Linked DNA regions of Rattus norvegicus: region 2 is linked to region 1. The links are chromatin contacts, called in public Hi-C maps. All regions are on one chromosome and are shown on one strand. The core of a region is the stretch at or near the end of the contact, and the rest is flanking DNA. Distances in the headings are between cores, read along the strand shown.

What was found. A called contact is a pair of places that touch in the nucleus more often than the background predicts.
Region 2: a contact with region 1 is called in a Hi-C map of liver, with 2.8 times the contacts expected there. The contact joins two enhancer-like sites. A contact is called at or near these places in 5 of 12 Hi-C or Micro-C datasets (the A7r5 cell line, frontal cortex, liver and 2 more).

Annotation. Positions count from the first base shown.
Region 1 is chr14:33,615,803-33,621,636 of GRCr8, forward strand. No RefSeq gene overlaps it. Among named protein-coding and RNA genes, the nearest start is that of Chic2, 110 kb to the left of the region's middle. Within about 2 kb of position 1,714, at least 41 of the 93 cell types and tissues checked have an H3K27ac peak or open chromatin away from gene starts, as enhancers often do.
Region 2 is chr14:33,925,563-33,931,379 of GRCr8, forward strand. The region is part of intron 2 of Lnx1 (ligand of numb-protein X 1); the gene reads left to right. Among named protein-coding and RNA genes, the nearest start is that of Lnx1, 60 kb to the left of the region's middle. Within about 2 kb of position 3,884, at least 5 of the 93 cell types and tissues checked have an H3K27ac peak or open chromatin away from gene starts, as enhancers often do.

The sequences.
Region 1 (5,834 bases), core at 464-2,963:
TTCCCCTCCCTTTAGTAGGAGCTACAGACTTGCACTTGCCAGCTGACTCTTAACTGGCCCAAGCTCTTACAGCTTGACTTCCTGATGGAGACAGGGTCCCTCCATGTAGCCGAGGCTAGTCCTAAACTTTCAACCTTCCTGTCTGAGCTTCTGGTGTGCTGGGTTTACCGGCATGCACTACCATGCTTGGCTCTCGGAGTCTGGCTTTTTCTAGGCCTGGGAGCCTCTTTCCCACCATCTGTCATCTGTGAGTTTCTTAAAGCCCACTGGTTCTTCTGAGCTCAAGCGCAAGTTTCTCTTCCATGTGCCTTCCTTCCTTCATCCTCTAATCCAGATGCAAACCATCTCTACTTTTGCAATTAATACTTTCCCCCTGTGGACTCTGCTCTGTCTTGTATTACAACTATTAATAGTTTTGTCTGACCCTTCCTTTAAAGCTCTTGGCTATGCTTGGGATTGAACCCATGGCCTTGAGTTCCACCTATGAGTTACAACCCAGTCCTGTGTCTTATTTGGTGCTTCCTTTCTTAAAGGCTAACATTATGTCCTTGTCAGCATTTTTGTGTCTTACAGTAGAAATTTATATGTTGCGCCAGGTTTAATTGAGTTAGTTAGGTGTTAGTGACTGACACCTGTAATCCCGGCACTTGGGAAGCTGAGGCAGGAGGACTCCCAGGAGTTTGAGGTTAATTCTGGGCTGCAGTGACGATTAGATCCTGTCTCAAAACAAACACATGAACAAACAAACCAAAGTAATCTTACACATAGCTGGGCTCAAACATATTCATAGGAAGGAATTACTCTGTAGAAGTGAGTATTTTTCCTTGTCAGCAGAGAAGATTTCAGCTGAGAACAGACAGATGACATGGAGAGCTCAGGATAGGATCTCTTGCTAGGACCTCGTGTGTGTGTGTGTGTGTGTGTGTGTGTGTGTGTGTGTGTGTGTGTGTGTGTGTGTGTTACTTTGAAATGACTGCACATTCTCTAAATACCTCCTGTAGGGAAATCTGCCTGCCTTTCCCTCCTCACAGAGTGATAAAATCTTAGCACAAAGAGAAATGGAAGATAAATGGAGAAATCTGGCTCCCATCTGCAGAACGAATGGTTTCAACTAAAGGATCCATCGAACTTGGGATGGTTTGAGAATATTACACATTCTCTTAAGTTCTCTGAGAAATTTAGCCGAGCAGACCAAAAAACCCCACCAAAACCGAAGCCTCTGGAATAGCTAGGTTTTGTATAGGGAAACGAGTGATTTTTACAGACTCTCTCACTGCTCCCTTGTGGGGACTGCGGCGCCCGGTATCTAATCTACTCCCCACTTCCTGTGTTATGAAATGCTGGGCATAGTTCTGTCTTGGCTCGCTTGTATTGAGCTAGAGCCAAGAGTGGGACAAAAGCCACAGCAAACACTGCCCTCTTTCGTCCGTTTGCGTCTCTGCAGCTTCTCCGCGGGCCAGGCAGGCAAAGGAAGCTTAGAAACACTGAGAGAGCCTTTACTGGTCTTTCCATCTCCGTGGTTTCTCTGTGTGACTGCGAGGGCCTCCGCGACGGGGAACATCTTTATTCTGGTGTCACAAATATCTGAACGTATCCAAGGCTGCCACACTGCGCCAGTCACTCTTGCCTGACGCTTGCTCAGTACTGAGCTCGGAAAGAGTGGGTGTGAAGCCGAAAAAGAGGCTTCATTGTTTGAGGTCTCCCAGCTCTGCTTGGATTGAGCGCTGAGCTCAAGATAAAACCCCAGCAGAAAGTGACACGTCAGCAGCCACAGCGAGGATCTCTCTTATGGTTCCAACCACTCATTTGGAAGAGAAGGGCTTTCTCTTTGTGGCTTGTGGAATTCTTTCCGCATAATTTGATCACGATGCTCATCTGTATGTTGTGTGGGGGATGTTCTGTGCGGCCCCCAAATAGTGCTACAGTGTTTGATCGGATCTGTTGAGGCAATCTGTTGCTGCAAGGCCAGCAAGAGAAAGACATGCTTGTAGGCCAATTTGATTTACACAGGTTTTTGGTGGTTTTTTTTTTTTTTGTTTTGTTTTTGTTTTTTATTTGAATATAACTATGAATCACAACTAGAAATTAAAGATCGGTATGACTTCATTTTTTTGGTTGACTTGAATCATGCTTCTCACCTATTTCTTAGGGTTTGAGGAGTGCAAGGACCACGGGTGAAGAGTCAGAGGAAGGGCTGTGTCACTTAGGAAGAGAATGATCCAGGTAGGAATAGCGTGTGGAATCAGCCATGTGTGAATTTTGTTCCTAAGCTTTAGTTAGCCCAAGTTCCAGTGACTCTAAGTCCTTGACTTCCCAGGACAGCTCTGGAGACAGATATTTGGTTCCACTGTGCCCAGCAAGGAACTTAGGCTTTTCAGAGTGCTTTGATTGGTAGCTTGGGAAATCTTAGATACAGTCTCAGAGACATAAAGCTACCTCAAGGGCTGGGTCCTTGGGGACCTGGGTGTCTGCTGCCCAGTGGAAAGCCTGCAGGGGTGCTACTGCACATTGCAGGAGTGTCACTGTCACAGAAGGAGTGCTGACTGGCTCTTCTGATCTCCAATACCCTCTCACCACCAGCAGATCTCTAAACTATCAGAGTGTAGTCTATTTAAGAAGAAAACATCAGGGAACAAAGCCAAGAGATAGATCCGTTTGTTCTCAGTAAGGGCTTTTGATGGGGGCATTTACACAGGCTTCTGTCCGAGTGCACAGACCAGGCAGATAACGGAAATTTCCAACAAAGGGTTGCCTAGAAGGCTCATTCCTGTAAGAGAAGCCAGCCGGATACCTGGGGTTGAAGTCCGAAGGCTGACGATCTATCTGGTAATTGGACAGAACTCAATCCTGGTCTGCACTGGGTGAAAAGGCCTGGGGGTTGGAAAGATGGCCCATTCAGTGAAATGTATGCTAGGAGAGTCGGGGAGGCCAAAACAGGAGGCTCCCTGATGCTTGCAGGCCTAGCTAAGTGATGAACGTCAGTTTCCCTGGGAGACTGTCTCAAAACATAAGGTGGAGAGTGACTGAGGACACCTTATGGCTTTTATACACACTAAACACACTACATGGGCACTACAAACATATGACTACATCGACATACACAGGCATCACACACACACACACACAAACACACACACGATACATACACGAGATTTTATGCTGAAAAATTATGATAAAACCGAAAGGAAGCAAGTTATAGAGACGCTGTTATCCTCAGGGTTGGTTATAGAGCTCAATACTTAAACATTCGGTGGCTCCTGAAGAAAAAGGCAGTGCCGAGTCAGTCAGTGTGCCTTCCTCAGAAAGATGGGGTTTCGGGCAGGCCAAGGGAAGAAGACGCCCCTCCACTAAGGGGCTAAGGGGCCATTTTTGTTTGTTGTTTTGAGACTTAACTTTGTAGCTCTGGCTGACCCAGAACTCACTCTGTGGACTGGACTATCCTCAGATTAACAGAGATCCTCCTGCCTCATACCCAGCATTAATGGGTAAATATTTAAAACTTAAATTTGTGTGTGTGTGTATGTGTTTGTGTATATGTTTGCACACTTGTGTAGTGTAGTGTAGTGTGTGTGTGTGTGTGTGTGTGTGTGTGTGTGTGTGTGTGAAGCTCTTTCAAGTCTCTCTCTCTAGCTTCTTAGCCAGTTTATTTAATCAGTCATGATATACTGACTACTAACTTCTTGGATTTCTGTAGCCCAGTATTTGTCCAAGCTTTTTCTCCTGGGTAGGGATGGTTGGGATTAGAGCGGAGCTGTGTGGACACGAGTAGGGAAAAAGCCAGTCTACAGTTAATTTATAGAGTAGACTGAGAACAGAAACTAAAGAGAGTTATTTCTTTCACTCGGGTAAGTCTGGTGTTTGGCAAACCGTCTGGAGAGTGTTAGGTGATGGACAGGCACCTTGATTAAAGACTTATCTCTCTTCTTTTCACCCCCACGCTTCTTTCTCCACCATAGGTCGATTGCATTTCAATCACTCGCAGTCTCAGCGGGGCAGGGCTGCCACAGGCTTGGGACCCGCGCCTTGGCGAGGCTGCGTCCCAGGGGCTCATCCTGGAATCGGAGCTGGTGATGGAAACGTTACCGTATTTCTCCTGATATTGCCTCCTCCGTCCTTGACTCTCAGGGCCAGACTACCATGCTCTGGCGCCAGCATTCCCAGGCCCCATAAAGGATAACAACTGTTTGGTTGGCCTTTCCATGGAGATCTGGAGTCTGCCAAACACAAACGCTGATTTAAAACTGGTCTAGGAATCCACCCTGGTCTGGGGTCCCAGTGTTTTGAGATGTTCTTTACAGCCTGGCTTAAGACTCTGCAGCACTAAACAAATAAACGGAGAGCTCAGAGTTGTGCTGTGTCAGGGACAGCAGGTTCTATGCAGTGGGCAGTGAAGTGAGCAGTGAGCGAGACAGGGAAACTCTGCCTGAGCCATTGTCTGACAGACCGCATTTTCTAGTTTGGCTTTGAACATTGAATGAAAAGTGTGTGGTAAATGTGGTCTCCAGAAAGGAGAACTCAGAGACTTTTGTGAACCAAGGAGAGTTTGTTGTGGTTGTTGTTGTTGTTGGGTTTTTTTTTTTGTTGTTTTGTTTTTTTTTGTTTGTTTTTTTGCTTTTTTTTTGTTTTTTGTTTTTTGTTTTTTGTTTTTTTTTTTTGACAAGATTTTACTGTGAATCCTAGGCTGGCCTCAGACTCAAGGCGATGGTGTTGCTGTAAGCTTCCTTCTTAGTGCCAGGACATGAGCTTTCCCCAGGGCCTTGATAGTTTATCTTTCCAATCTCCTCCAGTTCCTCCACAGTACAAGTGTGTCTTAACTGGGGAGCTCTTCACAAATGGGAGTTATTAAGCTAACACCCTCCTCCTCTCCTTCCTCTTCTTCCTCCTTTGAGCCAGGACGTGTGTATGAAGGCTAGCCTATTACAGGTGTATCCTAGCACTCTGGGTGATGCCATGCTAGGGACGGGGACCCATCATTTCATGCTTGCCACACAAGGAAGCACTCTGCCAAGCCGGCTACATCTCCAACCCTAAGCTGATGCCCTGCAAGGCAGTGAAAGCTGCTAAGAGCATCAGATCTGCAGAGGCCCCGACCAATCCGTTCCAGGAGCACAAAGAGACCTATTCTCTTTGAGGGATCTTGGGAAGGGGGCTGGAGGGAGCCAGAATGGTTAAGGATATACAGTCTGCCCCAGCAGGGGCAGATACAGGTCTGTAGCAATCAAACCGGAGACCTGGCTGTTTCAAACACTCTTCTCTCCTGGCCCCATTTGTTTGTGTCTCCTCTTTCTCCTCGGTCAGACCACCAGCTTTTTAAAATTGGAGAAAATAAATATTGTTGCTGAAGTAGGGAAGATGCGGAAGGTCCTGCTGAAGGTTGGTGTCCAGGCAAGCCCTTGCTTCTCGAGCGTGTGTATTCATTTGAGAAGATGGCCGGGGAGGGGAGACATAGCTTTAGGGAGAGTGAAGTCGAGGAATGAATCTTTGCTGCCTCCTGCACGCATTGCCTTCAAGCTTGTGAGCAGCCGCTAACATCTAAAACAGAAAGGGGGGATGTTATGGCCTAATAAAGTGTGTGGCCAATAACCCCCTATTTGGTGATTGGTCATGCTCCTTCGTATCCTGCCTGGCTTTTGCTCAGCCTTACCTCCAGACTCACTCGGCATTCCCACCATAAAGGCGCATTCATTCCAGACATAAGTACCACCCCCTTTGCAGTCTCCACTGTCCCTCTAACAAGAAGACCCAGGGAAGCCAACACTAATAGCAGCAATCAGGACAAAACAGTCAGGACTGGCATTCCCAGCTGTGCCTCTAGCTGGAGCAAAATGGCCTAC
Region 2 (5,817 bases), core at 2,634-5,133, 310 kb after region 1:
GTTCTGATGCCCGGTAGCTGCTGAGCAGAAAAGACATGTTGCGTTGCTGTGTTGACGGTGGAATGATTCGACGGTATGTCTCAGAATATACCATCTCTAAGAGTGTGCACCTTGTTTGGTCTGATTATGGACAAACAGTACAGGCACATATGCATGTGTACGCATGAAAGAAATCAGGTTAACAGCAGAATCGGACAGGTAAAGTCATTGGTTATTTTTGTTCCTTATTTTTCAATTTTCTTTCCTGAGTCTGTTACTTTGTTTCACATGTGTGTGTATGTGTGGAGTATGCACATGTACCTTCACACATGGGGGCCTGAGGTCGACATCAGGAGGCCTCCTTGGTTACACTCTACCTTATTCATTGAGGTGGAGTCTCTCATAGGGCTCACTGAGAAGATGTGTTCTAGCTATCCAGCCTGCTCTGGAGATCCTGTCTCTGCCTTTCATATTCTCAATGCTGGAATTCCAGGTGGACTGCCACACCCACTCCCCTGGGTTCCCGCAATCGGAGCCAAACACTGCATACCAAGTGCTTAATCTACTGAAGCGTGCTCCCAGCCCCAGACAGTTAACTTTTGAGTTTAAGTCAGAAAAGAGAACTATTTCTATTCAACTCTAATAAAACCTAAGGAGGCATTCATGAATAGAGGTCATAACTGCAGTTTTATATACAAGCTGGAAGATACGAAAGCCATGGGAGACAAGAGCATGGTGCCAAGGAATGTCTGAAGTGACAAGAGAACAACACTGAGGTCCTCTGTTCTTCTGTTCTTCAGCAGATTCATGTTTTACATTTACATTACATTTAGAACCTTCTGGAATTAGATGTATGCTATGCATGTTTGGTTGGATACATGGAAGTGAACCCTGAAGGATGTGGAGGGATGGCTGTGTAGCTCAGACTGGTCTTGGTGTGCCTTTCTTATTCCTGTGTGAAATGGCCAGCTACCACGGGGCTGTATTAACAGTGCCTAATCTTCTACCTGACCGTTATTATATCCACCTAAATGTCTATGAAATGAATGAATGAACGAATGAACAAATGAGGTTGTAGATTTGCATAGTTCTTTATTTGTGGTAGAGAATGTGGTACAAAAAGATGCTTTGAGGACCACAATAACATGGGTTTCGTACACGGTCTTGTCGTAGTCCCTTACTGTACCTGCTTTGTATATTAACTTTATCACACACATGTATGTTTAGGACAACATAAGCTTTGGTCCTCTCTGATTTCAGGCACCCACTGATGGCCTTGGGTATCTTCCCATTCCTATACTATACAGGGAAGCATCCACGTGAGGTTAGAAGCAACTGTTGAATTAAACAATCAGGATTTGTTTGACCAATGGCCACAGAGGAGAGGCCAACTTGGGGCACAACCCTGCAGCCAAAGTGGGTGCCATGAGGAGGGACAGTCGTTAATGGATCCGACTGCAAGAGGCCTGGCCTAGTGCAGCCACTGTGCCCAGTGAATGAACTCAAGCTAAGGGGTGACTCTGACAAGAGAACCCAGGGACCTAACAGCATTGGAAATCCTGCAGTCAGGAGCAGCATCCGCTCTGTCCTCCACATTTACATAACCTAATTTTGAGGTCACGAAATGTAATTTGTGGAGAGAGTACTATTGTTTCCGTTAAGAATGTTAAAAAAAGAAAGGAAGTTCATTTAGCAAACATAGAAACTGTTTGGGAAGATGGACTTTTTTTATTTGGTTTTTGCAAAAAGGATTTTAGCACAAAGGAACCAAATGTCTTCGTGTGACACATTGGCAAACGGGGAGGAAGAACGCAATTTCTCAATATCCAAACGTCAAGTCCTGTGCTTTTGGAGGGTCTGTGACTTCCAGCCTGGAAAGGGTTTAGACAGATGTGAGGCATTTTCATAGTTACCCAAGGAGTGCCACGTAATGGGTGTGAGGGGATGGAGAAATGGTTTTGAAATGTCATCTGGAAATAATTTCCACTTGAATGCCATGTCACCTTCTCCCATGCTATCTCCACACGGAGCTGTGACCCCTCTGCACAGCCCCTGGGGTTGAACGGACTTCACAAAAGCACAAAGACTGGAAAACAGACTCTTGCCGACATCTGGGTGCCCAGGCAATTTGGAAAGCACATCAGAAAACCACAGTGGTCAGGCTGCCTTGATTCCCATTACCCCAAAAGCCATTTCCCATCAACCCTGAAGTAAAAAGCATTTGATCCATAGCCCAGCTCCCAAAAATGGGCTGTTTATGTATGTGTGTGTGTGTATGTGTGTGCATGCGTGCACATACATGCACGTGCTTATGCATGCTACAGTATTAGGAATTAAACATAGGCCCGTTTACATGTTATGTCATCTCTCTGCCACTGAGCCACATCTCCAACCATCTTTGCATTTTATTTTGTTTTTATTTATTGTTTACTTTGATATAGAGTCTCACTCTGTTAGCCAGGCCAGTTTGGGCTCACTCTTAGATAAAGCAAAACCTATCATCCTCCTGCCTCAGCCTTCTGTGTAGCAGACATCACAGACCTATGCCTCCAGGGTAGACTCATGACCAAGTGTTTTAAAAGTAAGTAGAACAATTCTCAATGGAACCAAAAATAGCAGAGACTAAAAGTTGAACAAAATCTGGCCTCCTTCATCACCCCTGTGATATCACAACCCCTGAACAGTTGACAGAAAACCCTCATTGTCTGTAGCTTGAGAATTGACAGCTCCCCTCCCCCAAAATGTCCAGGAAAAGAAGTTGATGACCTCAAAGAGGCCAGAGAGTCATAGGATGGATAAACTGTCTTGACGTCTCTATGAAGAATTAACCTGGCATGTGGACTGTGCCCAAAGCCTCCACCATCCCTCATCAACCTCTGTCAATTGCACATCTGGTTTGAGCTTTGGAATTCTTCTGAGGCACCCCAGGGAGCAGCACACATATTTATCAGACTCCCCTGGCTATCTGCTAGGCTTTGTCTAAACTAACCGGGGAGTTGATTCTTCAAGTTTCCGAGAAGTATTGGAATTGCATGCAGCTTAGATCTGCTAGGGTTGCTGTAAAGAAACATTTTCAAGCATCCATTGGAAGGAGGGACATTTCGGACATCAGTCTAAGAGAATAGCATCCAAGCGAGCATACATGCAGAAGCACCTGAAATCATGAAATCCCCCACCTCATCCCTCAACTAGCTTCCACTAAATCTTTGGGCCAAAACATGGGGTGGGGGGTGATGTACTACTGTCACTGGGAGAAGCATCCTTTTGGGAGTCACAGCCTTGATTTCACACTGTCTGCCACCAGCAGGGTGGCCAGCTCATCTGGTATGCCTAGGACTGACCAGTTTTTATGTGGAAATTCTGTGTCTCAGAACCAGGTTAGTCCCAGGCAAACAGACCAATAGTCACTAGAGGTTGACCGTGACCTTGGGCAAGTTAAGCTGTATATGGTTTCCAAATCTGCAAAAGGGAGAGATTGGATTCGCTCGCCCGATAGGTTATAGCAGGGGTAAATAGGTTGGACGTAAGTGCTCAGAACTGAGCCGTCTTCAGGACAATGAATATTGCTTGCATCACCATGAGACGGATTTGCAGAGGATTTAGGTCAACATAAGAATCCCAACACTGTGTCTGGCTTCCAGCTCTTGACTCTGTGTTGAATCCCATTGTCTGTACCTGTAAAGTAGGGGTATAACATCCCCTAGTTAGGACAATGTCGAATAGGCTAAGCCCCAGCTCTGTGCCTGCTATTAAAAGCACCAATCTAATGACTGTCATAAGCATTGTCACGAACAATAGCAAGAAAGGCACACTGGCCAGCACGGGCTACTTGCAGTGCCCCTTCTCTTGAGAAAGCCTGCTTTCAACAGCAAATACCCTGCCTTATCCACACAAGAGTATGAAGTCTGGAACTAAAGAGCTCCCTCTAGAGGCAGAATAAATAACGCACTAGCAGTGCCCATAAAGCCCAGAATAGGATCCTTTTAAACTTTTGCTTCTAGGACGAGGAGGCCAAAGCTATTCCCAGAGATAATTAGGTTATTTCTGGAGATGAAGATTGGCAGTGAAACAGGAAGCCCAAGGGCATGCAGGGACCTAGGATGTGCACTCTGCTGGCAAATGGCCCTGGTGATAGGGCAGAGGCAAGGACACAAGCTGTGTGATGCTTGTGGCTCCTGTCTCTCAGCTGCAGGCCTGAAGGCCTGGGCTTGATTAGAACAGGCTACACTGGGCAGATCATACTGCCTGAGTTCTTCACAGCAGCTACCCAGTAGCCGCAGCGGATGATACGGTAGTAAAGAGTAGAATATGCCCAAAGGCTGCTTCAAGTTTTCCTTGTGTCTCCTCTGCTTCTCGTGTTGCAAGCACTATTCATTTATCTGCCACCAATGTGCATGGCATCCTACAGCCCTACCGTGCATACCTCAGCTTGAATCCCACCATCCTCTCCAGGTACCAGTGGTGTGAGACTGGGAAGGTTCTCTGTGCCTGGAATATACCAGTATTTTCCTCATAGAGCTGGTGTGAGGATTGGTATGATACATGTTCCATACCATGCCTGGCCCATAGTACATAGTATGTGGCATAGCTGCCAGTGTGAGTTGCCCCAACTATTGATGATGCCTTGTGAGTTGAGGTTTGAAGGATGAAAACACAGAACCAGATTCTTACAGAAGAATTAATAGAAAAAAAAATAGAGAGACTTGTATATGAAGAGAGCAGAGATCCACTTCCTCTCTGTGTTTCCTTTCCATCTCGCCCCTCCCCTCAAATACAAGCCAGCCCTTTGGGTAAACTGAGTCATGCGTGCTGACTGAGGTTGGCATTGGAGTGTTTATTACCTGTGTGAACTCTATCCTGAGGACACATTGTCCCTCCTCACACACCATGATGACCTGAGAGCCCCAGGCGACTAGAATGCCAGTTCTCATTTCATGTGGCTTCTCTGCTTGTTTGAAAATTTTCCTTTCTGGTGTTGATTAACAAGGGGACTGGGTGGCTGGAGAACTGGGGACATTTCCCCCAGCGGTTTGGAGGCAGAAGAGAGGAAGTAATAAGGAGAGCAGTGTGTGGCTGGTGGGGTGTTGGGAAGTCTGTCGGCTCTTTAAGATGAGCCCCATCCAGGCTCAGATGCATTCTCTGCCTCTAACCTGACTACCAGAGGGTGTGCTTGCCCACTGGGTGACCTCCTCGACTCATTAATTCATGCCAGCCTCACCCAAGACTACACATAAGCACTGGTGTTTAGTACTGGCCTGGTTTTTGGTAGCTAAGCAAGTGACCCGGGGGTCCCATCCCAGAAAGCATGGCTTTTAACTTAGAAGGGGGGATCAAGAGAATGGAAGAGTGATTTCCAGAAAGTTCCTAGAAGGGGACTTGTGTTCAGGACCAGAAAACTTGGGAAGTAAAGCAGTCCTAGGAGTAGAAACTGCACTGTCCCTTGAGTCTCTTCCAAATATCATGATGAGAACTGACTGGCAGGGACAGTGGGGGAGGAGCCTCAGGAGCCTCCGTGGGAGTGTTCGGAAGAGGATGACTGACGCATATATTTTTATCTCAAACACAGTAGAGATGTCTAGTGCTTTACATTCCAGGACTTGTGAAATATTGCCATATATTTAAAATATAGCCTGCCTCCTCCCCCACTCCTAAAAGGATTAAGGCAGCTTGCAGCTATTAAACCGTGTCTAGTCAGCACAATTAGAAGCATAAACAGAAAGTATCTAAAAACAGAAGGAAGAAAAAAAATTAGCTGCTCTCGGACCTCTGAGCTGTTTTAACACAGCCTGTGACGCCCTGTCTGCCTGCACATTACACACTCGAAAGAGGGCTTAGGGG